2 separate regions of the Mus musculus genome follow, and region 2 is linked to region 1. A link is a contact called in public Hi-C data. All regions are on one chromosome and are shown on one strand. Each heading gives the region's core, a stretch centred on a gene start, on an enhancer-like site or on the middle of the called end of the contact. The rest is flanking DNA. Distances are from core to core; before and after follow the strand shown. Region 1 holds the start of Gins4 (GINS complex subunit 4 (Sld5 homolog)). Region 2 holds the start of Mak16 (MAK16 homolog).

Region 1 (3,855 bases), core at 238-2,737:
CAATAGTATACGCCATGAATGTCCCAGAACTTATAGGGCAACACAGTGCATGCTTTTACTGCCAGCACACAGAGGGCAGAGGCAGGTGAACTCTGAGAGTTCAAGACCGGCCAGTGATGCATAGTGAGGCCCTATCTCAAAAACAAACTTAAAACAAACAAACAAAAAGCAAAAACAAAACCTAAAAAACCCCAAGCATGTTCAGAATTCCTAAACTACCCGAGGTTCATGAGAAGATATTATTGAAGGAGGAGGAGGAGGAGGAGGAGGAGGAAAAGAAGGAGGAGGGGAAGAAGAAGAAGAAGAAGAAGAAGAAGGAGAAGGAGAAGGAGAAGGAGAAAGAAGGAGAAGGAGAAGAAGAAGAAGAAGACGACGACGACAACAACAACTATGCAAGAAATAATCACTGCTATTATGACCAAAAGGGATGGCAATTTCTTGTTAGAGCAGATATCTTCCAATGGGGGAGGAAACAGAGGAAGAGACTACTATAGAGAAATGGCATGCTTCTCTACAGATCACACACATCTTTACGTCCTCAAAATAGCACAGCAGAGCATTGCTTTGTGAAACATTCTACTACATGTGTCCAAAGCCTACTTTTACTAGCCATCCTTGAAGACTGACAAGATGAGACTCCTAAAGAAGGCCCTGCTTTCTGGCTTCCTATTTTTATGCAGATGTTACAAACACTGCTCTTTGGAAACAAATCTTCTGTTTCCTTATTTTCTGAGCCGTGGTACTGCACACCTGGAGTAAGTTAAGAGCTAAGAACACGGGACATATTTGGGGTGCTTACCTGCTCCAGCTTTTCAATGAGCTCTGCAGGAGTTAGGACCATCTCCTCACTACCCCCATCAGAGTCCTGTCCGTGGAGATCCAGAACCTCCGTCATCGTTTCTCAACCGGGAACCTACACCTGAAAAATAAACCAACACCCTGAAAAGCTTCTCCCACTTACTTGCAAGAAAAGGCATTTAGGGACAAGTTTATTGGGGCTGAAGGGGGTGCACTGGCCAGGGATGGCGAAATCAGAGACTGATTTTTCAGTGTTGGGTTTAGTCCCTTGGTCGGTTTCTCTCCTAATCTTTCCCGCTGCATGGGCCTGGACCTGGGCAGATACCACACTAAACCGCAATGCTCCTTGTCGTCGCCAGGAGCAGCGTTTTGCCTCAGTGGCCCAGGAGCCCATTCGGTTCAAATGAGAAAAGTGCATCGTGTCAAGTGCTCGGCACATCGCGTCCTCAGCTGCAACTGACCCGGGGTCGCTTGGACACTCCAGCGCTCACCTCGCAGTTGGCACTCAAAGCGGCTACACGGCTCAGGGATCCCTCTTCCCTTCTCTCCTAGCCGGCACGCTCGGGGGACACCACGGACTGAGGCTCCCCGAGCGGTGGGCGCCGGAGATCGCGCGGAAAGCCCGCGGCCCACAGACCCGACCAGCAGCGGTACAGCTCCCGCGCTCCTTTCCCCAAACACAGCGTCGACAGGAAAACGTCTCCGCGCTGCGGGAGCACTAACCAATCAGGCCCAGGGGAAAGCGGACACACGCCCCTTGGCCCCGCCTACCCCGGGGCGGGCTCTTGCCGAGCTATAGAACATACTTCCGGAAGGCGGGGAAGGAGGCCGGGAGTGAAGTGCCGGGTGGCACCGTCTCGGGACGGCCACGTGGGGGCGTTCGGCTCACAGTAAGGAAACCAGGCAGCGCCGTCTTGTGGCGAATCGGTACAGGGCCCAGTTCCTTCCTTCCTTTAACATTTACTGTGTGTGGGTTGGTTCCATTGCCAAACCTGTTCACAGATTCATATATGTGTGTTGAAACTACATTTAAGAGACTCACTCCATTGTCCTTCCTTTACATTTTTTTTTTGCGCAGAGTTGTTCTCTAATGTTATTTGAGTTGTTCTTTTTGGTGATGAAAGAATGCCTACTGACTTTCTAGGATTCTACCTTTTTAGTGAGTGTGAATGCAATATACGCATGTGGTACATGCTCAGGTCACGATCGCATAGCAAGTGCTGTTACCCACTGAGCCCCCTTAAGATTATTTTTATAGATATATTTCCTTATTTTCATGTATGTTAGTATGTGTGCTTGCACATGAGTGTGGTGCCAGCTGAGGACAGAAGAATGCACTGGATCCTGATGGAGCTCATAACATGTGGTTATGAGCTGTTCCACATGGGTACCGACAACCAAACTCCAGTCCTCTGGTTTAGAGCAAGTGCTCTAAACCAATGAGCTATCTATCTCTCCAGCCCCTAGCCCCTTATATTTTTTAAGTGCCAAACTTCCTAATTAGCTTCAGAGATGGAATCAGATTGCAAATTTTTATAGTTTTATATACCTATAAATTATGCATCCTGACATATTACTACTTGAAAGAGTAAGAAATAACAGAGGATTGAGCCGGGTGTGGTGGCACAGGCCTCTAAGCCCAGCACTTGGGAGGCAGAGGCAGGTGGATTTCTGAGTTTGAGGCCAGCCTGGTCTACAGAGTGAGTTCCAGGACAGCCAAGGCTACACAGAGAAACCCTATCTCGAAAAACAAAAACAAAACCACAACAACAACAAAAAGAAATAACAGGACTAATAGAAAGTTATGGAAATTTGAATTTGTGGTAGCCTAAAGATTCTTGGTATTATACCTATTTTTTAAATTAAAATGATTTGTATAGATGGGAGCGGGGGAATGTGGTGCAGTGGTACAGTACAATCTTAGCATTTAACCTGGGTCCAGTCCCCAGCAACTAAGTAAAACAAAATCTCTTTCTACAGTTTATCACTGACGTACAAAAAATTTTCATTATTTATTTTTATTTGATACAGGGCCTCATCATGTAACTCTGACGAACCTGGAACTTGTTATGTAGAGCAGATTAGCCTCAAACTCATAAAGATCCACCCACCTCTGCCTCCTGGTGGCGTAAACATTTTAATATTCATCTGCTAACAGGATGCTTATATTTTGTTCCACATATCATTAGATTGATATTTTATTATCAAATAAGCATGGAACAGATAAAATAAATTACATCTGTAGAGTAGCCCAGAGTGATAAGAAATTAGCTTAGTGAGGTTGGTTATGAAGTTGTATTTTCTGAGACAAGAACCAGAAACCAGAAGCCTTGGCTGTTTGGTGTATTACAGCAGATTCTGTAGGCAGCTGTCATTCTAGAAACTGCTCCATCACAAGCTTCCGGCGTGACCTACAGAGAGTCCTGTGACTGCTTGAACTCACCCTGGGTGTTTGTCTATGAGAGGGGCTTGTCTTTGACTTTTACAGAAAGCGAGTAATACAGCTTTACCCTCAACACTGGGCCCTTCTTTACTTTCACTCACTTGTAAGTCAGGAAAGTTACTTTCCACACCTCTCCTTTCCTTTCTTTCCCTCTCCTTCTTTGTCTTTAACATTTCTAGGGGCGACAATCACTGCGGACAAGGCAATTTACAGACACATGCAAGGTGGTTTGCTCTACAGCCTGCCTCCACAACCCCTGCTAATCTAACTATGTTGTCCTGGATGGCCTTGAACTCACAGAGATCCGCTGCTTCTACTGGAATTAGCCACCATACCCAACATACAAGTTGTTTCGTGGGAGCATTACCTAGACATTTTCAAACGTATAGAAAATAAAAAAAGCCACATATTACAAGTACAGGGAGCAGAGCGTAGCCCAGTACAGAGAGCCTGTCTGATACATCCAAGGCTCAGGTGTGATGCCTTGCACTAGTGGTGGCTTTCAGATACACTCCTTGAAACATCCATGCAAACAGGAACTGGAGTATGAGACTGGGTGAGCTGTACATGCTAATCTTTAACTGGAAAGCGGTTGCACGTTTGCAGTCTGAGTA
Region 2 (3,636 bases), core at 557-3,056, 7.9 Mb after region 1:
GATGATGAGGACCATGTCAGAGCACATTGCTGGGTGTCACAGTGAGGAAAGGGTCTTTAGGGAATGAAAAGATAGAGCTATCTTTTAATAGGCCTCGCTCGTCCCCTAACATGAATACATATATTCTTATAAACAACAACAAAGTCGCAAGAAAAACCTAAATGCAGATACGACCATACCCTATTACTCAGCAACAGAAGTTCATTTATAGTTAGTAACTACTTCCCCAGAATTATTTTCAATACATACATACATTCTAGCATCTGTAGTATGCCCTTATGTATAGTGTGAACAAAATGAGCCCTATCACATTTACATTGTAACTTTTTTTACATGTGTTCATTATCCATTGTCCAATTCTGCACAGCACTAGATACTTAGATATACACACCATCATCACAACCTTATTACCTTCTACCTTGTCTCTCTAATGTGTTCTGCACTCTAAAGTAAAGGCACTGCCGTCTCCAAACACAAACCCTGGCGTTTGCTGGATGAGAACAATCCTACGGTCCTTACATCCCGGAACCTGGTGAAGTGCATAGTATATAAAAACGGTGCATCAAGTTGCAATCACTAAAGCCACATATGGGGGTGTGTGTGTGAGCATAAAGGTCTCTAGATGGACTGCACTGAAGAGCCAAGAAGGACCCTAGAGCAGTTAAAGGGGGGAAGAACGAAGGGCCAAAGAATAAAACACACAGGGGTAAGGATTGTAGGAAACGAGAAGTGGAGTGGGTGTATTATTCAGCTTCGTGGTCAGACCTCTTACACATCATTTGGTCACACCTCTTTCCTGGGCACCGGATTTGTCTGTGCGCCCAGCTGCCCACTTAGCATCTCTAAAAGGATCCCGATGGTAAACATACCCCAGTGCAACTCTCATTTTCACGCTCTTCTTAAATTAAAAAAAAAAAAAAATACAACAGTTCTCCCTAGTTCCCACTAAAAAAGACCTGGAAACCATTTCCTTCAAGGTTCTCCCTGACCTTGTCCGGGCAAGCCTATCAAATCCAGTCTCCCCCTCATCCTCTGGATTCCTGTAACAAGTCCTTCCCTATCTCTCATCTTTGTACCTTTACTATTCCTACGGCTCTTCAGTGGCTGCCTCAGTCCCAATTCTGGGGTTTTTAGCCCAATGTGACTGATCTACCGCTCTTTCTCCATTACTCCTCTTTCATAGTACCGTTATTCTCCATCCCCAGAGTGCTCATGAGAGCAGAGGTTTTTTTGGTTTTTTTTAAATGTCTTTTGCCCGACTGTTAACAACCAATCATCACACTGAACCTACACCAGTTGGATACTGGCTATGTACTTACAACTCTGTGAACAGACAAACGAAGTCTTACTTCCGAAACTACGCCTCGGGCAGGCTGCAGAGCAAAATAAAAAGCCTAACACTGGAGAGGTAGCGCTCATGGAGGAGTTCCCTAAGCACGGATTTTAAACATCGCATCTCTCCCGCCTTGCCACCCCGAGACAACTGCCGTTCAGATGGCAGCTGGCACAAAGGGCTTCACTGCCAAGCACTAGGGACTAAGGAAGCCCACCCGGCGGGCTGGGGCTGGGGTGGCCTGGCCTTCTACACGCGCGTGGGAAGCCACTATCGGAAATCGGGGCTCTGCAAGTCTCGCCATCCGGGAGAAGCGGAGACAAACGGGCCGTCTGAGCGTGCGGGACTGAATCCTAAATGAGCGAAATGCCGCGCAAAACCCAGTGGTGCCAAGGCGAGAGGAGGAAAACTCACGTCGTCCGACTGCATGGTGCCGGCAGCTCAGCTCGCCGCATTAGGAAGGACCGGGGAAGCGGCCACGCTTCTTCCGCGGAGCCACTTCCGGAGAGCCACTAACCTATCGCGAGAACGTCTCAGTGTCCCAGAAGCCCGTGACGTCCCCGGGCACAGTGAGCATGCGCGCTTCCGCGCCAGCGCACGCTTGGATCCTGGCGTGCTCGCCTCCGGCAGCCCTTGCCCTAGGAGCGCACATATCGTCTTGTCCTGCTTGCTGTGTCTCTGCGCGAGCTCCAAACCTCTAAAAAGTGGGGCTTCTTTGTCCTCTCTAACCCAAGGCGCACCCTCCGAGTCACTTGTGCACGCGCGGGGCTTTAATGCTAATTACCGTCCCATTTCTGGCCGTGGCCGCGTGCCTGGAAAGCCTGAAGCCGTCAGCTCTTTTACCAACCCGCGGGAACTTCTAGCAGCCATCTCCGTTCTCACTTTGAAACACACACGGCAGTGTCGTATGGGGAAACAACATAACAAACGAAAAAAACCTGTATGCATGTGACCCCCAAACGGACAGATTCTACTGTCGCTCCCTTGCTCCTTCTGTAAGGATCAAACTCGGGTTACCAGACTCACACTCCTTCCTGAGCCATTATCCAGGCCTGAGAAAGTGCTTTTAAAAGGTCAGCAGGAGTGATAATAAAATGAGGGTTGCTTCCCCAGTTCTCCCTTTTGAAAGCCATTAAGTAGTTCAAGTGATTTTGAAGAAATTGTCATGTGCCAAATACAGTCCCGGACAGAGCAATGAAGGGGAACAATGTTCTACACCCTCAAGGTCCTTACTTAGCAATGGGATTCAGAGACTTGTACCATAAACTGTATAATATAATGTTTAAGTACTGTTAAGTGCTGTAAAAGCAACGAGGCAGCTGTGAACACTCAGCTAGTGGGGAGGTTGGTTCGGGAGCTTGAGACCAACTTGAGTTTTACAGGGAGGTCATAGCCGGATGCTGGCAATGGTGATAACGATGAGGATAACGCAAAGTAAGTTAGTGGAGACAGGTTCTTTTAGAAAGGTTTATATGTAGCAGACAATGGCCTAGTCGGTCATCAATGGGAGGAGAGGCCCTAGATCCTGTGAAGGTTCTATGCCCCAGTATAAGGGAATGCCTGGAGTGGAATGCCAGGAATGGGAGTGGGTGGGCTGGGGAGCAGGGGGAGGGGGTAGGGGATTTTCGGAGGGGAAACTAGGAAAGGGAATAACCTTTGAAATGTAAATAAAATATCTTTTAAGAAAGGAAGGTTTATTGGGAGAATGCGGTAGAAGTAAGTGATAATTAGGTAGAGAATCACATTGAGGTAATGCAGTAAGTTGTGGCATCAGGGTGTGTGTGCCTTTTAAGGAAAGATAATGAAGAGCCCTACACTTAAGGAGATAGTTGGAGTAAAAACAGACAAAGGAAAAGTGTGGGCTAGAGAACGGAGAGCAAGAGGAAAGATCAGTAGGAAATTAAACCAGGAGGAACCCAGACCCAAAGTATATGCAGCCTTACAGTACAGCAAAGTATATGACCTTTGTGGTAAACATCTGAGGTCTGCATGCTAGATTGCATCTCTGATGAAACAGTAACGTATGACAGCGTGATATTGCTCTCCTCACAGCTCTCAAACTGAGTGTGGGTGCAGCCAACAGTGTGGTTGGCCTTGTGTGTGGTTGTGGGGAACCCAGTGCCTTAATCATGCTAGGCAAGGTTGTACCATTGAGCGACACCTGTCACCCTGTATTGAGCTACATCTGGCTGTCTATTTGTTTTTTGAGAAAGAGTGTCAGTGTAACAGTCTGGCATGCAACTCATTGTATAGCAACCCAGGCTGACCTCACACCTGTGAGCAATCCTCCTGTCCCCCCACCT

Evidence for each region. Hi-C and Micro-C count contacts between places; a contact is called where the count stands out from the background.
Region 2: a Hi-C map of CD8 T cells shows a contact between it and region 1, with 4 times the contacts expected there. The contact joins the promoter of Mak16 here to the promoter of Gins4 in region 1. A contact is called at or near these places in 2 of 39 promoter capture datasets (cranial neural crest and pre-B cells) and 1 of 484 Hi-C or Micro-C datasets (CD8 T cells).

The regions. Positions count from the first base shown.
Region 1 is chr8:23,236,181-23,240,035 of GRCm38.p6, forward strand. It overlaps Gins4 (GINS complex subunit 4 (Sld5 homolog)), which reads right to left and starts at 1,488. Exons shown (of 8, transcript NM_024240.6): 1 at 1,290-1,488; 2 at 800-919. The coding sequence starts at 895. It overlaps Gm39141 (a long non-coding RNA gene), which reads left to right and starts at 1,600. Exons shown (of 3, transcript XR_870246.2): 1 at 1,600-1,688.
Region 2 is chr8:31,166,918-31,170,553 of GRCm38.p6, forward strand. Mak16 (MAK16 homolog) reads right to left here and starts at 1,807. Exons shown (of 10, transcript NM_026453.3): 1 at 1,748-1,807. The coding sequence starts at 1,762.